2 separate regions of the Sus scrofa genome follow, and region 1 is linked to region 2. Evidence: chromatin contacts called from public Hi-C data. All regions are on one chromosome and are shown on one strand. Each heading gives the region's core, a stretch centred on a gene start, on an enhancer-like site or on the middle of the called end of the contact. The rest is flanking DNA. Distances are from core to core; before and after follow the strand shown.

What was found. Hi-C and Micro-C count contacts between places; a contact is called where the count stands out from the background.
Region 1: a Hi-C map of skeletal muscle shows a contact between it and region 2, with 6 times the contacts expected there. The contact joins the promoter of GTF2E2 here to the promoter of GSR in region 2. A contact is called at or near these places in 1 of 5 promoter capture datasets (liver), 11 of 47 Hi-C or Micro-C datasets (embryonic fibroblasts, heart right ventricle, liver and 3 more) and 2 of 2 datasets of contacts at active chromatin or transcription factors (alveolar macrophages and skeletal muscle).

Annotation. Positions count from the first base shown.
Region 1 is chr15:54,442,194-54,447,568 of Sscrofa11.1, forward strand. It overlaps GTF2E2 (general transcription factor IIE subunit 2), which reads left to right and starts at 2,287. Exons shown (of 9, transcript NM_001244861.1): 1 at 2,287-2,483.
Region 2 is chr15:54,381,170-54,386,676 of Sscrofa11.1, forward strand. It overlaps GSR (glutathione reductase, mitochondrial), which reads left to right and starts at 1,395. Exons shown (of 13, transcript XM_003483635.4): 1 at 1,395-2,188. The coding sequence starts at 1,892.

The sequences.
Region 1 (5,375 bases), core at 1,037-3,536, 62 kb after region 2:
AAGCTTTATAATGAAAAAAAGAGGGGGGATGCTTCTGGTATTTTCTGATTAAAGGTGCTTGGCAAGGGAAGCTGGGGTGTGGTTGGTGTGTGTCTAAAATGGGAAAGTTGGCAGCTTTTGAGTAAATCCTGATCATTCTGAGCTGATTGCTCCAGAGGCTGTGGTTTGATTTCTTAAATGCGCCAGAGATTACTATCATGTATAGTCTGGCCATTGTCCATTTGTTAAGTCTCTCATGTACGGAAGCTAGGAGAATGATAGAACTGATTCCATGAAGATATGGTAAGTTGGAATTTATGTAATTTTGGGCGAAAGGGTAAAATAAAAATTAATGGATTGATATAAAACTGGCTAATGTTTCTCAGGGCAATGCAATTTTAAGCTTTGGGATTATCATTATTATTATTAGGACCACACCTGCAGCCTATGGAAGTTCCCAGGCTAAGGGTTGAATCCAGGCTATAACTGCTGACCTACACCACAGCCCCAACAATGAGGGATCCGAGTTGCGGCTGCGACCTACACCGCAGCTCAGGGCAACCAGGGGATCCCCGACCCACTGAGTAAGGTGAGGGATCGAATTCGCATCCTCATGAATACTAGTCGGATTCATTTCTGCTGCGCCACAACAGAATTATCTTTTGCTATGAATGACTGCTCCTTCTCCTTATTATACCTTATCAGTTTTCTTTTTTTTTCCACCAATCTCTGACTCTCCTGGGTTATGAACCCTCTGAGTCCTAATAAATTGTTATCCAAATGAAGTTACATTCCTGAGGGTGTCAGATGCAAGTGCATTTATTACAAAATCCTCTAGCATGAAATCAATTTTAAGAAGGCCACACAATCGGAGTTCCTGTCTTGGTGCAGTGTTTAACGAATCCGACTGGGAACCATGAGGTTGTGGGTTTGATCCCTGGCCTTGCTCAGTGGGTTAAGGATCCAGCGTTGCTGTGAGCTGTGGTGTGGGTCGCAGACGTGGCTCGGATCCCGCGTTGCTGTGGCTCTGGCATAGGCCAGTGGCTACAGCTCCGATTAGACCCCTAGCCTGGGAACCTCCATATGCCGCGAGAACGGCCCAAGAAAAGACAAAAAAAAAAAAAAAAAAAAAAAGCCACACAATCATCTTTTGGCTTTATTTTCATTTCTACTGAGCCACAAATGGGAACTCCTATTCCCAAGTTTTGAATAAAAATTTGCATATTATCTCGGAGTTCCCGCCGTGGCTCAGTGGTTGACGAACCCAACTGGTATCCATGAGGACGCGGTTCCATCCCTGGCCTTGCTCTGTGGGTTAAGGATCCAGCATTGCGGTGAGCTGTGGTGAAGGTCTTAGTCACAGATCAGATGCTGAGGTGCTGCGGCTGTGGTGTAGCTCTGAGTTGACCCTTAGCCTGGGAACTTCCATGTGCCATGGATGCGGCCCTCAAAAGACAAAAATAAATAAATAAATAAATAAAAAATAAAAAAATTTACGTATTATCTCATTCAATCTTCCCAAGAGTCCAATGCAAGTAACCCATTGTGCTAGGACAATTGTTATTCCCATTTACCAGATGAGAAAACTGAAACAGGTTAAGTAAGGTGAGGAGTAACCAGTTAAAGGACAGCCACAGAACAGTTGGGTACTGGCTTCAGGTTATAAGAGTTAGGAAAGGAGAGTTACAGAAAATCTGACACCGCAAACACATTGCTGGCTGTGCACAAAGCCAATCTTTTTCGTCGCTTTATTTCTACCCCTTTATGCTGCGTCTCAATCCAAAATCCTTTTCTAAGAGGGTTCACAGGGGTAGTGGTTAGGAGTTCGGAAACTGGACTTCAGGACAGGATTTGCCTTTGCTAGCTGTGCTGTCTTGAGCACACCATTTAGTTTCACTTGCTTTCTTGCTTCCTCGCTTGTAAAACGTCAATGTTCTTTTGACGTTTAGGTGATGGTGATTGGCATTTGATGTAAAGTCACAGAACACCTGTAGACAATAACTTGAAAACTCTCGTCGTCACTCGAATTGAGCAGATCCCAGCGCACGCTGCAGGAGGATCTATTAGCTTCATATTTCTACTCCTGTAAAAGAAAAATTTCTTCCCTCTTGGCAGCGTCTTCAGTACTCCCATCAAAGTCCCGCCCCCAGCCTCTCTCGGGCTGTCAAGGAGATCCGGGACGCCCCAGCTGGTTGACCCCCTCAGCTCTACCCAGGCGGGGCACGTGATGACGCACGCGCGTTCTCTGCGGCCGCCGCGCCGCCGCGGTGGCTGCCGGGACTGAGTTCAGAGCCGTAAGATCAGGAAGTGGCGGGCGGAGCCCGGGGCCGAGTCGCCTCCTCGGACGCCGCCGCCGCCGCCGCCAGTGCTAGGACCCCGACCTGGCGGGGCAGCGCTGGGCGGGCGTGCGGGCGGGGGCGCTGACGACGAACAGGAAGCGGCGGCCAAGCGGGCGTGGGTGGCTGGTCGCGGCGGAGGCGTGTGGGACGGCCCTCCTGGCTCAGGTGGGTGCTGCGGCGGCTGTGTGAGGGGCGCAGAACCCCGGCCTGTTGTTCCCGCGGGCCGCCTCCTCCCGGGGGTGAGCGGGTCTCCCACCACGCGGGAGGCTGGAGCTGCCCTTCCCTCCGCGAAGATCTTAAACCCGGTAATAACTTCTCGGGAGCATTGTCTTTTAGGCTGGGGGTTCACTGAGAAAACTTTTGGGTTGGAAAGAGGGGAAATTCGAATCTGAGAGCCGATTGTGCCTCTGCTTAGCCTTCAAGTTCATATTAGCAGTAGCTGCACCATCCCGGCGTGTGGAGTTTGGGGAACCACGTTGTCCGGCTAACTAAAGGCTGTGATTTCAGGCCCCTTCACGGACTTTTTTTTTTTTTTTCTTTTTCCACCTGCCTTTGGGAGACATTGTTTGGAAGGATTTCTAAACTTAGAGTTGTAATAGTTGTTTTTGCAAAGTTTGTTTTCCAAAACAAATCGCTGCTGTACTTTTTTTTTGCCGTTCGCCTCAACATTTCTGTTATTTAAGAGGTAAGCAGTCTGTGTTCTCAGCTTGCCGGCTATTCATAGCCATGTTGGCACCAGGCAAAGAGGCAAGAGAGGAAAAGTAGAAAAGTTGACGTCAAATGAAAAAGTGGAAAGAATGTGGGCTTTGGAGCCAGCAGATTTTCATTCGTTTTTGGCGTCTCAGTGGAAGAACACGTGAACTCAGTTGTGGCCATGTTGTTTTTTTTGTATTGTTTAATGTAAAATGGTCAGGGTGATGTCTCCTGTCTGCCACACAGTTCAGTACATGTCAAACCCTATAGATACTGAGTAGTCTGAAAAAAAGGAGCAAAAGTTAGATGGAGCATATGATGGTGGAAGATATTAAGCCTTCTGTTCCAGGTGCCATTAAACGTTACCCATACCACACAGGTCGTCTTTGTTTTGGAGGCCATATACCATCATTTCAGGTCTGGAGTAAGGAACACCTGATTGGGGAACCACAGTAGTTCCATTCCTGGTTCTGTTCTTTCAGCTGTGTGACCTTAATCATGTCCTCTTTTCACTTCAGATTTTACGTGTTAAAATAGGAATAAAGCAGAGTTCCCATCATGGCTCAGCGGAAACCAATCTGACTAGTATCCATGAGGATGCAGGTTCAATCTCTGGCCTCACTCAGGGGGTTAAGGATCTGGCGTTGCACTGAGCTGTGGTGTAGGTCGAAGATGCACCTCGGATCCCGAGTTGCGGTGGCTGTGGTGTTTACCAGCAGCTATGGCTCCAGTTCAACTCCCAGCCTGGGAACCTCCATATGCTGTAGGTGTGGCCCTAAAAAGACAAAAAAAAAAAAAAGAAAAAGGAATAAAACAAAATACCTGTTATAAAGTTGTGAGGGTCAAATGCTGTAAGCATTTAGGTTTATGTGAACTGTGAGGCCTTTATTTAAATCTGTTAAAATCACTACAAAAACCTGGATTAATTATCGTTTACAAGGAGAAATAAACAGGTACAGATGTTGCCCCTGCCTTATCACTTGGGAATTCTTTCTTCTTCTCACACTTTCCCTACCCCAAGACTGTCCCTTTAGCTTCCTCACCCCAGTATTACAGGTCTGTCATTTCTTTTCAGATTCACCTCAAAACAGTAGTACTGAAATAACATATATTTATAACTCTACTATTTGAACAATAGCTTTCACAAACATTTTCTCATTTTATTCCTACAGTTGGGCTAGATGTAGAAAGCACTGGTAGTATCTTCATTTTACTTATGGTAATGTTGGATTTAGAGAGTTCTAGTGGCTTGCCCCAGGTCATGTTGCTGTTAGGGATTAGAACTCAGGGGAGGAGTTTCTATCGTTTCAGAGGAAATGAATCTGACTAGTATCCATGAGGACGCAGGTTCCATCCCTGGCCTGGCACAGTGGGTTAAGGATCCGGCATTGCCGTGAGCTGTGGTGTAGGTCGCAAACGAGGCTCTGATCCCCTCATTGCTGTGGCTGTGGTGTAGGCGGCAGATACAGCTCTGATTCAACCCCTAGCCTGGGAACCTCCATGTGCCACAGGTTTGGCCCTAAAAAGACAACAACAGCAAAAAAACACACAAAAGAATTGAGGGGAGAAGGCATGTCTTTGATTCAAGGTCTAGGGCCAGTGATCCTTCCTTCCTTAACTGAAGTTTACTCTGATTATTTCTTTTTCTTTCTTTTTGGCCATGCCTAGTAGAAGTTCCTGGGTCAGGGATCGAACCTGTGCCACTGTTGCTGCAGTGACAATGTTGGATCTTTAACCTGTTGTGCCACAGGGAAACTCCTCTGATTATTTCTTATCAGTGTTTGTATTTATTTATTTATTTATTTTGCTTTTTAGGGCTGCACTGGTGGTATATAGAGGTTCCCAGGCTAGGGGTCGAATCAGAGCTACAGCTGCTGGCCTACTCCACAGCCACAGCAATGAGGGGATCTGAGTCTCGTCTGTGACCTGCTCCACAGCTCATGGCAATGCCGGATCCTTATCCCACTGAGCAAGACCAGGGATCGAACCTGTGTACTCATGGATACTAGTCGGATTTGTTTCCTCTGCACCACAGCAGGAACTCCCAGTGCTTGTATTTTTTAATTTTAGCATGCTGTCATGTTTTATTCATTGCTTTTGAAGTGAGGTGCTTAGTGCTTTCATGTTCTCCACATAAGCTGCTTGAAGGCAAGGATTTATCTTCCAGAACTTTTCAAAGCTTGGAGTACAGAGCCTCACAAACAAGACATTTAATAAAGGCTTACGAAACCATTAATAATGAGGCTAGAGCAATTCAAAGATGTTCTTCCACCCATTATTCATTTTACAAGTATTTATTGAGCTACCCCATGCTTGAAGGCTTTCAGGGTGTAAGATAGTCTCCTCTTTCCTCTGGACCTTTCT
Region 2 (5,507 bases), core at 145-2,644:
ATAAGCAATCTGTGGGGACATATTCTGATTGTGTAAATACACCTTCCCTCGTCAAACTTGCATCCAGTGGTTTTAATATTCACTGATATCTAATGACACAATGATAACTATGACAGCTGTAAAATGGTGATTTTTTTTCTTCTTTCCTTTTCTTTTTAGGGCTGCACCTGCAGCATATGGAAGTTCCCGGGCTAGGGGTCAAATTGGAGCTGCAGCTGCTAGCCTACGCCACAGCCATGCCAGATCTGAGCAGAATCTGCAACCTATGCTGCAGCTTGCAGCAATGCCAATCTTTAACCCACTGAGTAAGGCCAGGGACTGAACCTCATGGACACTATGTAGGGTCTTAACCCTTGGAGCCACAATGGGAACTCCTAAAATGGGATTTTTCTAACTCTGTTGTTTTGTGTACATTTATTATGTGGCAGCCTGGTGGAAGGAGGAACTTTCCTTCCTTTCCCTCTATTACATTTTTTTTTCTTTTTAGGGCTGCACCTGAGGTTAGGGTTTGAACTGTCACTGCAGCCGACGCCTATGCCACAGCCCCTGCAATACTGGAGTGGCATCTCTGACTTACTGCAGCAACACTGGCTGCTTAATCCATTGAGCCAGGTCAGGGATCAAACCCACATCCTCACAGAGAGAAGGAAAGATCCATAACTTGCTGAGCCACAACGGGAACTCCCTCCATTACATTTTAATCAGGAAAAAAACAAAACAAAACACCTTAAAATAACTGGATACCATTCTAACTGGAGAGTACTTAGTTCCCACTCCTCTTCAGGGTGCTGGGCCTAGCTTCTCTGTGATTCAACCTGAACTTTCAGTCCTCTGACTGCAGTGCTCTCAGCCTTGTGGGTGATAGGCTCAGGCCACACAGATTTATTTACTTACTACTTCATTGACGGCTCCAACTTCATTTACAACTACCAACTGGTAGTCCAAACACTGTAAAATGACATCCCAGTCTCGACAGTTTGGGAGCAAAGTGCTGGGTGTTTTTTTCTTTTTTGTCTGCCCAGTGGCATAATGGGGTTCCCGGGGCCAGGGATCAGATCTGAGTCGCATTGGTGACTTACGCTGCAGGGAAACATGGGATCCTTAACCCACTGCTCTGGGCCAGAGATCAAACCTTCGTCCCTGGGCTCGCAAGACGCCGCCCATCCGGTTGCGCTATAGGGGGAACTCTTTGTGTCTCTATCTCTACGTTTGTTATCTTTATGCTTCATCCATGGATCACAAAAACTTCTGTCCCAATGTCTCACAGAGTATGTTTAGAACTCACCTGAGAGCTGGAAAGAAGGGGTGTTTAAAATGTAGATTGCTGAGGTCCTGACCTAGAGCTTCCGATTTAGTAGATCCGGGTTAAGACCCAGGGTTCAGGTGGTCTGTTGCTCAAACCGTGAGAAACAGCGCCCTCAAAAACGATGGTGGACAAATCTCCCTTCCCTGAGAATTCGTCGCCCCTGGCATCTCCCAAGGGGCCCGCTCAGAAAAGGCTGGGGGAACAAAAGAAGGTGTTCATCCTCCTTGGCCCCTTGGGACTTCAGAAACCAACATCCGGCTGATGCCACTCGGGCTCGCGGACTCGTGCTGGGGTGAAGACCCAGGCGGAGAGATCCAGGAAAGGTGACCCCCATTTGGGGCAGAGCGGGCTGGTTTGCACCCAGGGGCACGGGGGGCGGGCAACACCGCCCCTCCGCGCCTGCCCACCCCAGTCCCGCCAAGCCTCGGTCAGCGAGCCCCGCCCCCACCCCGTTCCCCCTCCCCCTTCGCTCGGGTCGGGTGCTTAGTCACCGTGAGGCTGCGCCGGCCGGGTGCCCGCGCGGCCCCCCTTCTTCCCCGGGGCCCGCCCCCGGGCCGCACCCCCGCGGCGCACACTTCCGCGTGCATGGCCCTGCTGGTCTGGACCCTGAGCGCTAGCGCGGGCCCCAGCTGGCGGCAGGCGGCGCGCGCCTTCTCCCGCTTCGCGCCGCCTCCAACCCGACCCGCCAGCGTCTTCCCCCGAGCCATGGCGAGCAGGCAGGAGTCGCAGCCACAGTGCTGGCCCCCAGCCCGCAGCGTCGCGACCTCCTTCGACTACCTGGTGATCGGGGGCGGCTCCGGCGGGCTGGCCAGCGCGCGCCGGGCGGCGGAGCTGGGCGCTCGGGCCGCGGTGGTGGAGAGCCACAAGCTGGGCGGCACTTGCGTGAGTACCCGCGCTCTCCCGGTGCTGCTCCTGGTGCTGCTCCTTGCGCCTCGGCCCCTGCAGCACCGCGCCCGAGGCCCCGCTTTCTTTCCTCCTCTCTCTGCAGAAACGTTCTGTGCTCCTTCCTAGTGAGCTCTGGCGCTGCCCTTTCCGCTTTCCCACCCGAGTCAGAGGCGGGATCCCAGCAAGTTTAGATGAGAGAAGTGTACAGTTTTTTTTCCGCGGCCCCCGAAGCTAAGCCTGCGCCTGTTCCAGCGCAGGTGCAATAATAACGCTGGCAGGAGGTGGTTAAATCTAACGTAACTTTCCTGCATCCTCAGTCCTCAAGGCGGAAGGGTATTGTAGTCCATGCTCTATCTCATTACCAAATCTATGAACCCAAAACTGCACCTGGATAACTGCAGCTTGCCTGCGTCTCTGGGAAGGGGGGAAAGGGAGGATGGAGCCTATGTCATTGACTTGCGGTCCTCTCCTTTCATTTTCAAGGGCAGAATGATTTACAGCAGCGGTTCACACTTTCGGCTGCACATTCGGATCACCTGAGGAGTTGAAAAAGTTCTGCCTGTGGGTAGCCTCGGCCTAGGGTGATTCTGAATTGCAATTAAGGTTGAGAACCACTGATTACAGGCTGCATTGATTTAGGATATACTATTAAAGGAGTTCTCAGATCTTTTGTTTGTCCTGTCTCGTTGGAGGGGAGATTTTAAAATTATCCCCCACCCCCCAAAAAAGAGGGTTGTAAATCCTGCAGTTGATAAACTTTTCATTTAAAGAACAGGTTTCGTTCCCAAGTTATTGGTGTGGCCTTTTATATCATAAGAGTTGGGTGAGGTACTTGCTCTGTTAATATTAAAATATTGTATACAAAAGTAACCTGGCACTGGGGATGCGTTCCTGTGGGGGTGGATGCTTAAATTACACTACATGTCCCCTTAAGGGCAGACATGTTCATATGTTTGCAATCTCTTACCACTTAACAAAGACCTTACTCTGTAACCGTATGTGAATTAAGCTCACAATTAACAGCTGTGAAAGGGCTGACTCTAGTGTCCAGTGCTCGGTTTTTAAGTTCAAAATGAAAGTAGGAACGAGGAAAGAAAAGACTGTTAATTATCAACTTAACACCTTGACACTTTAGACAGACTCTTAGAAGTCTGTCTCTGCAGAAGGCAGGTGGAGGGATACCACTAAGTGTGCCCCACCCCCCACAACTGGTGAGATCACTTGACAACCTCTTGTCTTTGTCCCTCTCTACTTTCCTCTGTTTTCCTCCTTCCCCATGTATGTCATAATCAGTTTGTGGCATCCATGGTCATTGCCTAGTTCCACTGATACTAGTCAAGAAGGGGTTCACCCTGTTCTTAGGTTCCTGCTAGAAATGTGAATACGTTAACATTATGAGATAAACTGCTTCCCAGAGGAGAGTGCGGGCAAAGAAAAGCTCAGGAGAATCAGCCATTTCCTGCTTCCTTATAGTGCATGGTCTTGCTTATCTCATTCTGCTGCAGCAACTTTTATTTTTTAGTAAACATTGATCTCTTGGGGAAAATCCTCTAACATTTTTATGACATTCCATTTGGGCTCTTCAACTCCATTTTGGTTTTGAACTGCGAGGAAGGGCGTGGTATGCGTTGAATATCAGAAGATATAACTAATTGATAAGACCTGAGTTGAGATTTGTTCCAGGTTTCTAGTTATCTGGGCTGTCCACTGGTGTGATAATAAACTTCTTATGTGCAGAGATTTCTAAGCAGGTATGGGGACACTTGAGGCATTCTGAACAAAGCACTTCATTAGTTTGTGTCCTTAATTCTCTAAATGCTAAGTGTTTGGATTGGGGCTGGCAGAGAGGAGAGGGTAGATATCAACATTTGTAAGACTAAGATCCCTTCCCTCAGGAAATTTATAACATGATGGGAGAACAGAATGTAGACAGTCAACCCCAGAGTGGGGCAGTCTGTATTAATTGCTGTGGATAATAACGAATTACTGTCATTGAGAGAAGAATTATAACTATCACTTCTGTCTGGCCATATTAGATGGCTGATGAAGGAGATGGTATCTTTATGAACTTGAGCTGGATGAATATCACTTTTTTGACAGGGAACATCAGGGGCAGAGGCACAGAGACAGGGCATATCGTGTAATTCAATTTGATTGGCACAGAGGGAGTCTCCTATGAGGGATGGAAGCCAATAGCCAGGTAGTAGTCAAAATGGAGAGTTTCTGGAAGCACAGTGAACTGCGGAATTGTTTGGGACAGGTGAGTGACACAGTAAAAGTGGTTTTATCATCATGATAGTCTTGAGAGAGTCCTTGGGAAAGTCAAACAGAAGTTTCTTTACTATTGACTCCAATCAATTTTTTTTCCCTAGATAAAATATGTTGATTGTAAATCTTGATAAGTTTTTTAAGTTGTCGTGAATGAATTTACATGGAAGTTTCAAATTAAAGCCTTCTGGTAGCAGTGGTTATTTCCAGGGAGTGGGGTTATGTTTTGTTTTTAATTGTTTTACTATTATTTGCTCACTCATTAATATGCCAGGTATATAGGTACATTTTAATTTATTTTCAAAATTTTTCTGTTTTTTCCTTTTTACAGCTGCACCTATGGCATACGTAAGTTCCCAGGCTAGGGGCTGAATCAGAGCTGCAGCTTCCAGCCTACACCACAACCATGGCAACACCAGATCCAAGCTGCATCTGTGACCTATGCCAGCTTATGGCAACACCAAATCCTTAATCTGCTGAGCCAGGCCAGGGCTTGAACCTGAATCCTCACTGAGACTGTGTTGGGTTCTTAACCTACTCAGCCACAATGGGAATTCCTATATAGGTATATTCGTAGATGATGGGGTCACTGCAGCAAACAAAGCAGATAAAAACCCCCATCTTCATGGAGCTTACATTGTACTTGTTATCTGTAGTTTCTCAATTTTCCATGCGGTGTTTTTAACGAATAAGAAAATTACAAGTTTTTGTTTTTAGCCTTTCTCCATGCAAGTTTAGACTCAAGCAGTGATAGGGTTGGAAGTGATTTTTGGAGATCTACTAATCCAATCTGATTATAGTTTTGTTTTGTTTCTTTTTAATAGGGTGCACTAACGTAAGCTTGCTGAATTAACGTCTCTAGAGTTATGACTGTTGAAAAATTCTTCTGTCACTATCATTTTTATCAAGAATTTTTCTTTGACTAAAAAGTAGGAAGCTTATAATTTGAAGTAAAGGACAATTCCTTAAATCAAATACTTAGCATTATGAAACACTGCATGGGCCCCATTGCTTTCATTTCATTAAGGATCGGATTCAGATCCTTACA